Regions from separate parts of the Rattus norvegicus genome. Here region 2 is linked to region 1. The links are chromatin contacts, called in public Hi-C maps. All regions are on one chromosome and are shown on one strand. Each heading gives the region's core, a stretch centred on a gene start, on an enhancer-like site or on the middle of the called end of the contact. The rest is flanking DNA. Distances are from core to core; before and after follow the strand shown.

Region 1 (2,806 bases), core at 114-2,613:
TCCATGCGTTTCAAGGAAAGGAAATCAGTTAGACTCATAAAGGGGAGAAGGTGAGGCATCCGGGGCTCGGGGGAGGGGGAGGGGAGCGGGTCTGAGGATGGGAGCTTCATTTGCTCTTTGGTTTTCCTTGGGAAGCAGAGCAATCTCCTTCCTTAAGCTGAGCGCTCCTAACTGACCTCAGAGTTCACTCCAGCTCCCAGCAGCAGCAGCAACTCTCTTGCCAAACCTGGCTTTGTAAAAGTAACCTTTTCAGGACCCCACAGCAGGACTCCACCACCAGGAAAAAGATGGCCTCTTAAATTCTGCCTCCACTGTGCTGTAACCACCACCACCCCAGACCCTGGAATATTCTGGGCTTTCCTCCCTTCTCCCAAACAGCTGAGTTAGGAATCTCAAGCTTCTCCATTCTTCAATGGCTGCCCCTAACAGAGCCCCTCTGCCCTTTATGTAGCTAGGAAATACAGTCTTGATCCAGGTCTGATTTTCTGGGTAGTCCCAGACACTTGGGTGGCTGAGACAGGATAGTTTGAGGCTAGCTTTCGTTACCTAGTGAGACCCTGTCTCAGAAAATTTTTTTACAAGCTACATTGTTGCTTTCGTGGAAGAACAAATCATTTTAGCACGACATTCATCCACTACTGTTTTGCCTTCTAAAAATCCAGCCAAAGAGGGAAGTGAGAAAAATCTATTCACACTAAATAAGGGGTTGGGGAGTCTTAGCAGATACTGATCGTCTATCTGCCAGGAGGCCCAAATTCTGACTTCCGAAGCCCGAGGACCAGTTCTTAACAGCTGAGAGCCGGAATCCCTACCTGCTGCTACTTTTTCAAGTTACCTCCCTGGCGTCTCTGGTTGCATGGAAGCACTCTTAGCTCGCCTCACCCTGATTTTCAGTCTTCAGTGAGGAAAGGGGAGATGAGATTAAACAAAGAGACCAAGAAGCCAAGAGAAGAAGAACCTCCTCTTCAGAATGGAATCTAGAACACCTTTCTTGGCCACAAAAGCCTGGAAGAAGATAGACTCCCTGGATTCCTTTCCTGAACCTTCTCTCCCTAAGAAATTTAGAAACTCTGGGAGTTTTTACACTGCCACCTCAAGCACCACCTCCCCCACACCCACACACAACCGGCTCTGGCTCAGGAAGTGACTGCTGTGAAGGGCCCCCTGGACCTCCACCGGCTAAGCTAAGTCAGCTCATCGACAGGGGCTCCTCACAAGCTTAGAGAAAACTCCCCAGCTTGGCAACCAAGCGACCCTGCTCCATCTAGTGGCCGTTGCCTGCAACGCATGTCCTCTCCACGCTCCCGAATAACTAAAGCTCCCTGACTCCCTTGGAAAGAATGCGCCGGTTCCTGAAGCCTCCCAGAAGCCCGGGGCTGGTGGAGGCTTCTCCGCTGAGCTCATCTGACCCCACTGGGAGCAGTCTCCTGTGTGGACCTGAAAAGCGAAGTCTTGCCAGCCCTGGTGAGGCCCGCCCTGCAGGAAAGGTCTGGGGAACGATGAGACCGGACTATCCTGGGTGTGTGTGAGTCAGCCACACACACCAGTGGCCTCTCATTTGGAGAAATATCACAATGGCCCACTTTCAAACAGCATATACTGTGCAAAACGCTGTCTCCTTGCCTCGGGGCTGGGCCTTAGGGGCTGAGGAAGACACACGCAGTCCTTTCTTACAGAGCTCATATTTCAATCGGGCCCTCCATCCAAGACTGCTCACCGACAACCTGATAAGAAATGAACCATGCTATAGGGGAAGAAGGAGAAGATTACAAACGGAATCAGATCCCATTCTGATACTGATTCGACTATTTTTGCTTTGTGGCTTCTTGAAAGGCGCCATGCCCTCATGCACAGACCCACAGGTTGGCTGAGACAAGAATAGGAGAACGCAGGAGAATGGTCTCCCCTTTTGGGTTCATATTTGAGTGCTGCCCCCTGCTGGCTGTGTGGCGATGTCAAAATTCTCAAGCGTTCTGGGTTTTTCTCTCTGTGAAGATTAGGAAGCTTACTTCCTAGGGTTGTCGTGTGGACTAAGAGTAGTGTGCAGGCTCCAACATCTAGCATGTGCTGTTGTTTTAGATATGAGGTACAGTTTCAATCATAGCCTATTATTGGCACCCCCAAGCCACTTAACTGTCAGTCCCAAAGAGGCCCCCACTGGCAGGCAGCCTGGGCTGTGTAGGGCTAGAGCATGCCTCTGGATCCCTTCTCTTTGCTTTCACAGTCGTGGCTTTGGACAGTCCAACTCCCTCCCGACGGCCAGCTCTGTGGGCAGTGGCATGGGTAGACGGAACCCACGACAGTACCAGATCGCATCTCGGAACGTCCCTTCTGCCCGCCTTGGTCTCTTGGGCACCAGTGGATTTGTCAGCTCCAACCAGCGCCACACTGCTGCCAACCCCACCATCATGAAACAAGGAAGACAGGTTTGTTCTGCTCTGGGGATCAGGGAGGTTGACAGAGCTCAGGGGTCGAGGCTTTAAGATGTCCCTAACCTGGACAGTCTCCAGATCGAAAGAGATGACCCCAAGGGATCTAAACCAGGGGGATAGCCGAGTCTATGCTTCCTAGGTAACCACTGTTGGTGTTGTTTCCCTGGAAACTGAAACCCCATGGCTGTTGCTTGGGAAAACTAGTTCTACATGGGCCTTTGTAGACAGGCATGAAAAGTCTACTTCTGCTTGATCTGTGCCCTGCCCCAACATACCATCACCTTCCCAGTCTGGTTGGGCATTTAATAAGCTTTCTTTGACCTTTTCCTCACAGTCCCAGATGCAATGGTGAGTTCACAGGACTGTTGGGGAGG
Region 2 (2,806 bases), core at 197-2,696, 300 kb after region 1:
CAGATAATGGGAAACCATACATTCTAAACCTTGCACAGGTTGAAAGATGAATAATGTTCATTTTATAAAACAAATCTAGCACTGGGACACCTGTAATCTCGGTACCAGAGAGGAGAGTTCAGGCCAGCTTGGTCTCTAATTTAGACCCTATTTTGAAACCAAACAGGGTGGTTGAGAGGTCTCAGCAAGTTAAAGGGCTGAGGACTTTAGTTCCATCCCTGAAACCCCACGGAAGAGGACTGGTTCCCCGACGCTGTCCTCTGACCTCCACACATGCTCTGGCATGCACACACCCTCCCTCACAATAACCATAAATAAGACACACTCAAAACAGAGTTAAGATGAAAACTTACTGGACCAAGAAGATGGCATTCAGAAGTGAGACTTTTATGTAGCAGTACTGAAAAATAAGAGAAATGATTTTAAAAGAACATTCTTTTAAAGACCTACCAGGCTTGACTATGTCACACTGTTTAAATGCAATTAGATTTCAGGTGAAGTCTTTCTTTAAGCATAAGAGTCTTCTGTAAGAAAGTACCATACTTGTAATATTGAAGGGACCCAGAGCTTGAAGAGGAACAGACAGAGGCCAGTGTGGTGGCACACACTGTAACCCAGCACTGTAACCCAGCACATAGGAGGCAGGGCAGGTGGATCTCCACGAGGTCCTGGATCCTGGTCTACATAGCCAGTTGCAGGCCAGCCAGGGCTACATAGTGAGATCATGTACAACACAAAGAAACCCAGGTAAAAGACCTTAACTGACTGCACAGCCGTAACATTTTACTTTACCTTAGGTCTCCAACAGACCTACAGGATAGCAGAGGAAAATCAGGCCACCGCTGCATTGTAACACAAATATGAGGCCCGGTTCCCTTAATAGAGCAATCGCTACATAGTACATAGGAATGCCTAGTACAATATGCACCAGAGAGGAAAAGCAGAACATTCTGAAGGAGTGTCTGGATGTGGGCTGAAGAGAGCTGAAGGGACTTTTCTCAGTCTAATCGTCAGCAGGTCTAACATCAGAGGCTCCTCCTCTCCAGTGCGCATCAGCGCTTCTCTCTGAAGCCTTCGTGCTAAAAGCACCACTTTTTTTTTTCTTCCCATTTTGAAACAAGGTCTCACTGTGCTGCTCTTGCTGGCCTGGAACACTATGTGCAGGACAGGCTGGCCCTGACCTAGGAGTAAGCCTCCTGTCTCGGTTTCTCTTTTGCCAGGATTATAAGTGTGGCCCTTCACCGCTGGTTGAAGAACAACATATTCTGAAACTAGTTAGTATGAGAGAGTTACAGTGAGAACCTGGTTCTCAGACTTCCACAACAATCACCTACATTCACCCTCTCTTCCGGCTTCACTGTATCTGAAGACCTTACCTGACTGGGACAGCTCAGCTCCTTCTTGTAAGGAGTCACGCTGTGAGAAGGCATTTGTCTCAGGGTGACTCATCAGCACATCCTGGGAGAGGACTGCAGAGCCCACTCCTTCCACGGCTGCAGCCGAGACTGCGTCCTTTTGGTTACTATTAGCATCGCCGGCCACTTCACCAGCAGGAAGAGGCAAATTCATTGTCGCAACAGAAAAACTCTCCATTTTGACCTTTATCTTATTTACATCCTAGAGGCAAAAAGTGGGCGTTATAGATTCCAATCACCCATAATTGAGTCAAATGAAAACAGTTTTACTGCTATTAAATATATGAAAAAAGAAAGCTGACATATTAAAAAAAAAATCCAAAGAATGGAAGGCAGCACTCAGGAGGCGGAGGCAAGCAGATCTCTGCTAGTTCTCGGCCAGCCTGGTTTACAGAGCAAGTTCCAGGACAGCCAGAGCTACACAGAAAAACTCTACCCGGAAAAAACAAAACAGAACGTGTGAAGACCGTCCTGAGTCTCACTGTCTTGCTTCAGGACATCTGCACAGATCATAAAGAACACCGTGAGGAAGACAGCAGCCTTTTCAGCAAGCGCCCACTCAGCACAGAGTGGCACATGTTTTTGGGAAGAGAAAGTAAATTACAAGAGCAAACTGGGCCTGGTGTCCCCAGGACTCTGGGGCAAGAAGGTTCCAGTTCAAGGCCTACGGAGTGAAGGAAACCAGATGTAATAACACAGACGAGTAGTTACTGTCACCATCAAATCTGGTTCAAAGATTAGAGGCCATGGCAAGAGATGGCTCAGAGGTTAAGAGCACTGGCTGCTCTTCAGAGGGCCTGGGTTTGATTCCCAGCACCCACATGGCAGCTCACAACCGTGTGTAATTCCAGGTCCAGGAGACTATGCACACAGTGAATAGATATACATGCAGGCAAAACACAGAGACAGAAAGCAATTCTTTCAAAGAACTTTAAAGAGGCCATCTTGATGTGTCCTGAAGAACACAGCATGGCTTCAAACACCCCAAGGAACAGTCGAACGGGAACGACGACTCTGCCTGTTAGTGTCTTCATAAACACCACACCCATGGCTGCCTGCCACCACCGCGCACAAGGACTTACACGCTCTACGTCACTTGAATCTTGCTGTACGGGACACAGGATGTCTTCTACTTGGCTGCACCTGAAACGAGCCGTGGTATTATACACCAGTAACGAAACACATCACAGTCATCCACCCTGCATGGAGGCCACTAGCTTGCATAGTGGAACTGAACATAGAGCCTGGCCCAGGAGCCTGCTCCTCTGTACAGACTGGACAGTTTATGATGGCCACACAGACGACGCCCTCTTTCCCTAGAAGCTCACAGGCCCCTTCCCATGCCAACCGCTCAGGCTAATACGGTTCCACCTGCAATGCTGACTGTCAGC

The links. Hi-C and Micro-C count contacts between places; a contact is called where the count stands out from the background.
Region 2: a contact with region 1 is called in a Hi-C map of the A7r5 cell line, with 4 times the contacts expected there. The contact joins two enhancer-like sites. A contact is called at or near these places in 5 of 12 Hi-C or Micro-C datasets (the A7r5 cell line, Schwann cells, frontal cortex and 1 more).

Annotation. Positions count from the first base shown.
Region 1 is chr15:22,811,123-22,813,928 of GRCr8, forward strand. Samd4a (sterile alpha motif domain containing 4A) reads left to right here. Exons shown (of 12, transcript NM_001399774.1): 9 at 2,225-2,426. Among named protein-coding and RNA genes, the nearest start is that of Samd4a, 85 kb to the left of the region's middle. Within about 2 kb of position 1,364, at least 21 of the 93 cell types and tissues checked have an H3K27ac peak or open chromatin away from gene starts, as enhancers often do. A contact at or near this core is called in the A7r5 cell line, where this site is marked.
Region 2 is chr15:23,114,760-23,117,565 of GRCr8, forward strand. Dlgap5 (DLG associated protein 5) reads right to left here. Exons shown (of 19, transcript NM_001135802.1): 16 at 2,498-2,558; 17 at 1,377-1,617; 18 at 354-400. Among named protein-coding and RNA genes, the nearest start is that of Lgals3, 16 kb to the left of the region's middle. Within about 2 kb of position 1,447, at least 3 of the 93 cell types and tissues checked have an H3K27ac peak or open chromatin away from gene starts, as enhancers often do. A contact at or near this core is called in the A7r5 cell line, where this site is marked.